3 separate regions of the Mus musculus genome follow, and regions 2 and 3 are each linked to region 1. A link is a contact called in public HiChIP or PLAC-seq data. All regions are on one chromosome and are shown on one strand. The core of a region is the stretch at or near the end of the contact, and the rest is flanking DNA. Distances in the headings are between cores, read along the strand shown.

Region 1 (3,013 bases), core at 453-2,952:
TCCTCTGCTCTTCAAGCCTTTCTAGCAGAGCAGAAGATCCGTGGGCAACTTCAAGTTCTGAATATCAATAGGCCCGACTCAGGCTGGGAGTAGACCCCGGAGCAGCTGTGAGGACAGTGCGCGACTTCAACTTGGCGGTAAAAGAGCTCCTACTTGCAGTGTCCGCGAAGATGCAGAGGCTGGTTGCTTGAGGACAAGGGAGGACTTCTGATCCCACGAACCCTCTAGCAAATCCGATTCCAGTGGAAAGAGTACAAGGCTGAGGAGGGAACTTAAACAGTAATGGTGGCCCTGATCAAAGTGGATTCCCCCGAAGCTAGAAGGCGCAAGGGCCTGGCAGGTCCAAAGCAGAGCCCTCGGAGAGACTGGTCATGGCGCGCGTGGGGGCGCACCGGGTATTCAGACAGCCTTGGGGGTGCCGGGCGGTGATGCGGGGCTCAGGGCTCAGCTCCCGGGGCCTCTCCACTCCTGCGGCACAGCAGCAGCCTCAACCGTCTTCTCCACTTCCCGACAGCCAAGGATGGCTTGCACACACACATGCACTTCACTGGAGGATATCTTGGCAATCCCGCCTCCCTCCCGGCGTCCTTGGCGACGCTCTGCACCAGGGCCTGCCCCTGAGGTCACACAGAGAGACAAAAGGGCAGTCGGACTGCTGCAGCCTTGCAGGAATATCCACTAGTCCTCACTCCTGCAGTGGGGAAAAATCCAGTAAGCCAAGTTGAGTAGGAAAGGTCCTCTAGCTTGGGCAAGATTTGCAGATAGGCGAGCCCAGAAGAGCAAAGCAAAGACTAGGTGTCCGCGATGCCAGTGCTGCTACTGTGCCCTGATGGATGACTACTAGGTAGAAGGCAGAAAGATGGGGATCTGCTACCCTGGCAGACCCCAGGCGACAACCGAATGGCAGTAGAGTGTGCGCGCTCTTGTCAGCCACTCTGGTCTCCGGGATACGCCGCAGCTCCGCAGCACACACCTGACGGCACAGGTAGAAGAAACAACAGCCAACAGCGACGTCCTGCTGTATGCAGCCTCTCAGCCACCCCTCGGGCAGCCCCTACAAGTGGGTCCTCAGCCTCAAAGTGCAGGAAGTTTCCCCAGGCGTTGGATCCGGTCACCCACTGTCACGGGAGGAGTCCAGCCGCAGACGTTGAGATGCCGCTTAGCCCCGGACGTTGCACCTGACTCGGCGACCACAGACTAGGCAGCGCTTGGCTTCCAGCCCCTTCCCCTCTCAGGGAGGCTTTCGGCACTCGCGGTTCCCGGGAGGAAAGTGGAGAGAGAGGGAAGGCGGAGACTGAGCAGGGACTGGCGCTCCAGAGCCCCAGGCAAGTGTCTAAACAATAGGACGGACTCCGCAGCCTAAGTCTCGCCTGGCTGCTGGAAGGTGGGTTGTTGTTGTAACTGGAGTTGTCCGCTCTGGCTGCTGGGCGCTGAGCGCAGCCAAACAAAAAGACCCCAGTCCGCGCCTCTGGAGTCGCCTGTGGGCCCCCGGGACGTCCCCTTTTTCTCCTCAGTACTCCCGCAGCCTCAGGAAAGCTCGGCAGCTCCGGCCTGCGCCCTGAAGCCTGGGCGCTCCCATCCCTCGCCGCCGCCGCCGCCTCCTTCTCCTCCTTTTTTTAAACCACCGTCTGCGGCAGCCACAGCCGCCGCCTCCTCCAGCCTCCGCCGTCCAGGCGCTCCGTAAATAAATAAGCCCAAGTCCGAAGTTAAAGCGGCCGCCGGTCTTTATATAGCAGCCGGAGCCCCCGCCCTTGGCTCCGCCCCCGCAAGCCTCGCCCCGCCCCCTGGCCGCGCGCGGAAAGCCTGCACCTCGCCCGGGAGAGGTGAGGCCCAGGCTGGCAGCTCCGGCTGCAGACAGCGGCGCGCGTTCCCGTACGCCCCTGCTCGCGCCCAGACTCCTAGGATCCAGCAAACTTGGCCACCAGAAAGAAGAGCTCGGGTCTCCTCCACACAACTCCTTGGCCTCAGAGCTGACCAGAGCCCAGAAACCGAGGTTCCCAGCGGGAGAACGAGGAGAGGGGCAGCTTTGAGGACAGCTCATAAATAAATGGAGAAGGCAGAGCCTCTGTTGTAGCTTTTTGAGTCGCGATCCTAAAGGGGACCGCTCTGGGCTTGCAACACTGAAAGAGAGAAAGAGAGAGACAGCGAGATTATGATTTTAAAATTAAAACAAAAACAAAACAAAACAAGAAAACTCTACTGAAATAGATCTGCCTCCGTGAGCGCGCATTTTATCCCCCCCCCCCCCCCCACACACACACATTTTGTTTGGGTGGCTTCAAAGTTTAGAGTTGTAGCAAGTTGGGAGTAGTGTTTTCAACCTTCTCTCTGGCCTTCCCATCCCTAAGCCACCGTCTTCGGTTAACCCTTTCTTTATAATCACTTACTTAAAAAACGCCATGGTGAGGGATTTGGTTGCGTGGGCACTATACAAACTCACACAACTCCAAGGGTTTGGATAGGTCCCTACGGTTTTACTCTCTTAGCTGGCAAAGGGAAGAGGAAGTAAATCCTAGCGATGCCCATTATACTAGAAGGCTTTCCTTAATTCAGTGCCTAACTGGACACCCCACCCCCATCCCCACCTCACCCCTACCCCCATCCCCATCCCCACCCCTGCACTGTTTTGAAAATGAATTTCCTCCTTCCTTCTTGTCTCTTCAGTGTGATGTCTGGCAGTAGTCAGCATCTCTCAGCAGACACCAACGCCGCTATAGGTTTGAAATAACAACTAAATGAGTCAGCTTCTTCCCTTGCTTTTAATTTCCTCATCTTCTTTGCCTGTAGTCACGTTCTACTTTGTGCCAGCCCCTACCATAAAGTCAGTTTTACAGTAAAGTATCATTCGTATAAAATATCTGACAAACCTTGACCGCGAAGTCGGCCCAGTTCTCTTTAGCATTTTTTGGCATTTAACAAGCTACCTGTAACTTAATAGGTTTCCTGATCAGTGTTTTATTTCATAAATATGAACCGTGAAATCCCTCCAACATCTTTATTTTTGCCTATTTAA
Region 2 (3,420 bases), core at 470-2,969, 1.2 Mb after region 1:
CCTAAATGGGGCCAGAAGAGAAAATCTTCTTGTCACATAATTATCAAAACACTATTTGTAGTTTCTTAAACAATCATTTTCTGAGAAGATAGCTGCTTCTCAACACCCCCCCTCCATGGTTATGTTTATATCTTAGAAGAAAAACTGTGATTATGATATTTTGTTTAAAAATTCTGCCTTAAACAAGATCAAAATATTCTCTTTCAAATACATATAAATGTGAGACATGATCAGATTTGGGTCTATGTGGTATCCATTCTTATATTTCTGTAAATTAGTGAATGTGGATTGAAAGGAACTGAGATGGCATCAGGGTACTGATGGGAAATAGATCTTATTTAAAACGGCAAACATTATTTAATAGGAATTCTTATTAACCCATGAATTGTCTTGAACCAAGGAAGATGACAGAGTCTTAGCAAAATTTCCTCTTTGTCGATCCCAATCTGAATGAGCGATTCGAGGACAAAAAACTCAGAAGCCCAGAAAGATCAATGCTAATAGGAGATGAGTGAAGGACAGAGGTCTGGCACACCAGTGCCTTACAATGTTCTTCTTTGCCAAATGGGAGCAGAAATGATTAACACTCCATACTTTCTGTAACACTTGTAGGCTCTTCATTCAGGTATGCTATACACAAGAGGAAAACGAACTCCCTCCTGAGACATGGTGCTTATCCTTCACACACACACACACACACACACACACACACACACACACACACACACATACACACACACACCAAGGCAGTAGCTTCCGAGTCCTGCCAGGTAGTTTGATACATCTGCCTGAGTTTCTGAGTTTTTCAGAAAAGTAAAATTGCACGTTTTCTTCATTAACACTTTGGCCTTCTTCACCAATATTTGGACACCCTTACTCTTTCTCTAAATCCTTTCTTCCACCATGTGGGTGCTTGTCAATCATGTGTCTAACCCTCATGCCAGTTTAACCAAGGACTTTTTTTTTTCTTTCTCTTCTCCATTTGTCCTCTGGGTAGCAGCTGAAGTTTACAACTGGCCTGCTGAGTTTTCCCATTTACTGCTATTTTTAACACTAAAAATGTTGTTCTTCTTGAGCTTTTGTTCAAGTCCATTCTTACTTGATTTTTAATTATTGAGACTAGGAACCCTAAGACAGGATCCATCTCCCATTTAACAATTTTATGCTCAGTCTAATGGCTTTTGCATGCACATGATTAGTCTGTCCATAAAAAGTTCAGTACTCAGGCCTCTAAGGGAGAGTATATTCATGAAAATGAGGTGCATCTTCTGATCTACCAATCAAAAGCTGCGAGACACCTACCTTGCCTTTGAGAACCATATTAAAACTATTGTGAGTCGTAATCACAAGATGCTTTGTAGAAACTCACTGCACCAGTCTCATCTCAAGTTCACAACAAGGAAAACTGGGATATTTTAATAACTCATTCAAGATGATGTTTTCCCTTGTCCTAAAACCCAGCCTTCCCAAGTCCCATTTGAACATTCAGTCTCAGTATTAACAGGATTCCTGCTCACCACGTTTTCTATAGAAGAAATTTGCGGCATAAACAGTATTTGCACCATAAATCAGTCTCCCTGGGAAAGGTATGTGCTGATTCTTAAGAGGAATGAGTGCCTGAGAGAACTGCAGCTAAATGCCTAGTGCATACTTGGCCCCTGGATTTCTGCTTTCCCTGCTGTGGCTGAGAGACTCCAGCAACTCTGGCTGGAATGTGAGGTCCCCCCAGAGCCAGCCAGTGATTAACATTGCTTTCTCCTCTGGCAACTGATAAAGTGGTTAGTAATATAGATTTCAAGTAAGACAACCAAGTCTACAGACATTTACTGCGTTGAAATATGAAGCAGTATGTCTTCAAAAATAGCAGCAACATTACAAATGAGAATAAGGAAATGACCTCCCTCCTAAGTTTTAAACACATACATATTTTAAAATCATATCTTGGTGTTTAAAGATGACAAAAACTATATCAATAGTATTCCCTATAGTTAATTGCAACAAAGGGAAGGAATTCTTGGCCAGTAAGTCTAGCGCATTCACAGCCTTCATCAGTTAACAAGGTACAGTTCAATCCCATTTTGCCTCCAATTCCTCATTAAGCTTGGCTCAAATTCAAGCCCCAGCTCCTCCCACTGTCCCTGAATGGTCTCCATGTTTCCCTGCACTAAAGAAGAGATTAATTTGTAGAAAGGCTTCAGCACATTCCTGGGTTGCTCAAGTGCATTTCTTTTCATAGAACAAGCTTTTGATTTTGCGCTTTAAATCAAAGGCAGAGAGCAAAAATTCCAAGTATGTATGAGCTTCCGACCTTTAAAGAAACAGAATTGTTCAGATGGAATTCCACATGGAAATGCTCCACTCTATTACCCTTGCTAGTTTGATTTTTCCTCAAGATACACCCTTTCTTTTTTCTGCTAAATATCAGAGTTTCAATCAAGCTGGTGTTTGGCAAAGCATTAAAGATAAATGAAGAGTCCTCTATTAGTAATTTATTCATATCGTCATTGCAGATAATTCATTTCATTGCTCAAGACCATTGCTTGAGTTAGGAAACCTGTTGGCAGAATTCATATTAGCACTCTATTTCCTACAGTCATGGGAAACAATGCATTTATTTAGACACTGACTCAGATATTGTGATCAAAATCTATGGCATTTGTAAAAAATATATATATAATTTTTGAAAATTTGTTCAAATCTCTTAGCTAAAACCAGGAAACAAAGACAAAATTTAACACTACATAGAAAGATGAGTATCAATGTCTGTAAGTGATCAAAAAAAAAAACAAACAAACAAATAAAACCTACAATTTCCTTTATCCTATTTTGTTTTCATTTGATTTGTTCTCTCTAATGCTTATATCAAACAAAACAGTCATCCATTCAGAAGAAGGCATTGCACCAGGTGAAACAGAGATGCTGGACAATGTCTGTGTAAGAAAACACAAAGACATCCCAATCCCCGGTCTCAATTTTTGTTCATGTCATATGCATAGTTTAGAAAAGGCAGCCAGTTGTCACAGGTGTTGTTCTCACTGTTAGGATTGTGCTCTAGTTAAAGAATGATTTAATAATTTGGCATCTAACAACTGCCATTAAAATTTTAAAAAATGCAACACACTGATTGCATGTGACTTCTGATTGGTCTGAATGTATTTGATTAATTGATTGTAATTGAGAAACATTTGTGTGCATTCTAACATAATTTCAGTCTTTTTTATTTGCAGAACCTTTAATCATATGAAAAGGTAAGGTCTGATTGATTGGAATGGGAAGCCCTGTGTAGATTCAGTAGAAATTTGATCCCTGAGGTGGGTACATATAGTTAGTTTCAATTGTGTGATTATGTTGGAGATAGGAGGTCCATCTATAGTAGGCAGCAACTAGTTAGTCATGGCCACTATTCCTCTTATCACAATC
Region 3 (3,313 bases), core at 350-2,849, 1.5 Mb after region 1:
ATCATGATGCTGGATAGGTTATCATTAGCCTTTGTTCTTTTAATTCCTGATTCCTCCTTCAAGACGTTGTTGGTCCTCTTTTTTTCCTTGCTGGAGGATCTTTCCTGAGCCTGTGATCCTACACTTGATGCATTAAACAAGCACAATTCCCCAAGGATGCTGAAGTTAACCAACCAGATTTTTCCCAGCTAAATGTCCAATTTATACATGGGCAGGACTGAAGTTGCTCATTCCCAGGACATAAAAGTCTCTAAAATTTCATCTGTCAAGCCATTTCTGTTAAAATAATGACCTGAGATGAAATTTCTTTAAAATTTCAGGTAGGTTTTTTTTTTAAGAGAGAAACAAAGAAAGACGTTTGTCAACAATGTCTCCTTCTAAAATTGTAAACATTATTACTATGTAGGAGCACTTTGACATTAAGAATTATAGTGAGATTAAAACTAAATATAGGGTAAGTCTAAACAGTTTTCCTTGAAGTTCCCATTTAAAGCAAATGACAAAATACTCAATGCACCATAGTATGGACGAAATAATATATACTCATACTTAATGTACAATGTAGCATAAGTTCACGTTTATTAGAGGCCTAGTTGTCTTGTTTGTTTTATAGAAGACAAGGTCTCACTCCAGCCCTGACATGCATGGACCCCGGAATGATCTCTGACTGACAGTAACCCTCAGCCTCAGTCGCCAAAGTAACAGCAATACAGGAGGGAGTCCTGTTCTGCTCGAACTCTGGGGTTTTTAATCTCTCAGGTTTAAACCCTAGAGTGTATTATTTAAGGATATTTAAGGGTAACTTAGAAAGAAGAGGGTGAACTCAGCTGATGGGCTGAGGGCTTACACAGGATCCAGGTCCATGAGCGTGAATACTGCAAGTAGCTCTGGCCTATCTAGATCCAGGAATATATGGAAATACATCCTTACACAGTATCTCCTACTTAGGAGATTGCTGTACCTCACACCAAATTTTTATCCTTCCGCATGTATCTACGCACACAAAGTTGTTCCTCCTTGTTCTGGCCATGACCTCCCAGATACTTCAAAGCCATCTGGGAGGAAGACACTCTCATCTCACACCATTACTCTGTATCGTCACACTCCTCAAACCCAGATCATTAGTGTGGAGCTTACCCAAGTTCAAGTTGCTCTTAAAAAAAAAAAAAAAAAAACATCAAAGAGTTTCTCGTGAGCTTTTGATTCATGGGACCTGAGAAGACCCACTTCGAACTTTCTAGCCCAGCCCCTGAGATTTCCAGCCAGTGTGTGCAAACATAGTTGGGGAGGGGGAAGGTCATCTTTCCAGAAGTGTGCACACGTTATCATTCAGAAGTAATTACAAGACTGATGTATGTTATGGATCTAGTAAGGTGTAAATGCTTTTAATTGGCTTGTGGGTGCATTGGGGGCAATGATGTCAGAATCCCTCAACTCCATACCTCATAACAAAGCCACCCTGTGTAGGATGGAACCAGCAGGGTCCTGAAATTATGCCTGCCTGGGCTCCATCCTGCCTGCTGCTCAGAATCCCTCCTCCTGTAAGGTCTCTGAGCTGGGCAATCAGCAAAGCCCTGTTTGTTTTCGCACCTTTCTGCTTCAGGGGAAGTGATAGGCTTTCCAGGTTCAGAAGAGCCGCTCTGAGCTCTGCTCCACAGAGGAGTGAAAGTAAACAGGAAGGCGAGAGCCTCACACAAGGCTTTGTAACCCTTGTGTTAAATTATGTCAACAGGATGCTGAGTACAAGATCTATGCAGGAAATTCCACAGCCCAGTGATGAAACCTCCCTGGCACCTGGCTGGCAGAGACGCCTGTGTGGCAATTGCTTTGATCTACCCACCTATAAGGAAGATTTCAAAGAGAAAAAAATATAAAAATTAAAGGCAAACTATAACATGAAATAACCCAATGAGTTAGATCGCTGCTTAAGGAGCAGCTACACTCAGCGCCCACCTTCAAGGCTCAAATCAAGCATGGGCTTCTAAAGGAGCAGTCAAAACTTTTAAGTCCGATTTTAGCTTTTAGCTTTGGGGAAAGGTCTGTGCCTTTGTTAACACTATTCGGGATTCTTTTTTTTTTCCCCCGTTTTCTGGAAAGGGACTAACTTCAATCTCCAAAGTACACATTCAAGTTAATGAAGAAACATGAGGGGCAGCCGCATCGCATCCCTCCTTCCTGTTCACCTACTCCAGGGACACACCGCCATGTGGCAATGCTTACTCCCCCCACGGTCTTTCTCAGGGACATCAAAGGACACTGAATTAGGCTTAATAGTTGACAATCAGAATGTGTCTTTATGGAAACGTACAGCTGGCTGGCTGTGTAATTTATGGAAATTAAGCATGCATACATCTCCATTGTGCTAGGACACATTGTTATACAGTACGATGAGACACACAGGCAAAAACCTCATAATGGATCAAAAACGCTGTGTGTTCAAACACAGCACAGAGCCTGGACAGAGATTAAAAGTCTGCTTTTATATCACAGGGCAGGGCCTATTTCAAGAATAGACTAGAGTCATTCTTGTCCCTGTTGCTTTGAGAGAAGCTAATATTTCATGGTATTTTTAAAAAAATATTTTACCGTAAAGATCACTCTTTTTTTGCTCCTCCACCCCCATCTAGAAGGATTCTTTTTAGAGTATTGAGCTGATTTGCACATAGAAAGCAGGATTGTATTCCTCATACGTTGAGATAACTTTTATTTATTTAATTCAGGAAGTATAGCAATTTCTGATAAGTACTGGGAAAGAAAACATCTGATGACCTCCGTCAGCTGACTAAAATGTTCCTGGGTATGAACTTTATAAATAAGGACATTTTCTTCATTAAAACAGTGTCTGCTCCAGTACTTTTGTAAGAAGTACTCTTTGTTTTCTGTTTTTTGGGTTTTTTGTTTGTTTGTTTGTTTTTTTGTTTTTTTATTTTATTCCATGAGTAAGGGTCGGGGATTCACTCCTCAGAATGTTTTGTTTGTTTGTTTGGTTTTGGTTTTTTTTTTTTTTTAAAGTAGAGAAAAGCCAATCGTACTAACCATGATAACTGGTAATAATACAAGTGGTTTTGCTCACAGGCTCACCATGTACTTTCAGAAGTTAATGTGAGTGTGCCTAGTTGATCAAAGTACCTTGCCTGCTTGGGAAACTCACTTCGATTTCCCTTTATGATCTTCATTCTCAGGCAGTCACAGTTGGATAGGGTCGCAATGCTTCTCCACAGCAATGAGCAGCCTGTCAAGAACGTAACAGAATTCAGCAGGTGCTCTTCGGTTTCCTCAAACTGGAAAGAAATTCCAAAGAGATTCACACTTG

The links. HiChIP or PLAC-seq counts read pairs in DNA pulled down with a chosen protein or histone mark.
Region 2: an H3K4me3 HiChIP or PLAC-seq map of embryonic forebrain shows a contact between it and region 1, with 10 times the contacts expected there. The contact joins the enhancer-like site here to the promoter of Slit2 in region 1. A contact is called at or near these places in 7 of 39 promoter capture datasets (the 3T3-L1 cell line, cranial neural crest, hippocampal neurons and 4 more), 3 of 484 Hi-C or Micro-C datasets (the MC3T3-E1 cell line, the N1E-115 cell line and uterus), 7 of 115 datasets of contacts at active chromatin or transcription factors (astrocytes, craniofacial prominence, embryonic forebrain and 4 more) and 3 of 9 other capture datasets (adipose tissue, embryonic stem cells and liver).
Region 3: a contact with region 1 is called in an H3K4me3 HiChIP or PLAC-seq map of neural tube, with 30 times the contacts expected there. The contact joins the enhancer-like site here to the promoter of Slit2 in region 1. A contact is called at or near these places in 17 of 39 promoter capture datasets (the 3T3-L1 cell line, 3T3-L1-derived adipocytes, the C10 cell line and 10 more), 2 of 15 datasets of contacts at CTCF or cohesin (pro-B cells and stem cell-derived epiblast-like cells), 55 of 484 Hi-C or Micro-C datasets (the G1E-ER4 cell line, LSK cells, the N1E-115 cell line and 31 more), 14 of 115 datasets of contacts at active chromatin or transcription factors (astrocytes, cardiomyocytes, craniofacial prominence and 10 more) and 4 of 9 other capture datasets (adipose tissue, embryonic stem cells, liver and 1 more).

What each region holds. Positions count from the first base shown.
Region 1 is chr5:47,981,844-47,984,856 of GRCm38.p6, reverse strand. Slit2 (slit guidance ligand 2) reads right to left here and starts at 1,702. Exons shown (of 36, transcript NM_178804.5): 1 at 1-1,702.
Region 2 is chr5:46,789,505-46,792,924 of GRCm38.p6, reverse strand. No RefSeq gene overlaps it. Among named protein-coding and RNA genes, the nearest start is that of Gm40298, 860 kb to the right of the region's middle. Within about 2 kb of position 1,719, at least 21 of the 459 cell types and tissues checked have an H3K27ac peak or open chromatin away from gene starts, as enhancers often do. A contact at or near this core is called in astrocytes and embryonic forebrain, where this site is marked.
Region 3 is chr5:46,444,322-46,447,634 of GRCm38.p6, reverse strand. No RefSeq gene overlaps it. Among named protein-coding and RNA genes, the nearest start is that of Gm40298, 510 kb to the right of the region's middle. Within about 2 kb of position 1,599, at least 33 of the 459 cell types and tissues checked have an H3K27ac peak or open chromatin away from gene starts, as enhancers often do. A contact at or near this core is called in neural tube and second pharyngeal arch cranial neural crest, where this site is marked.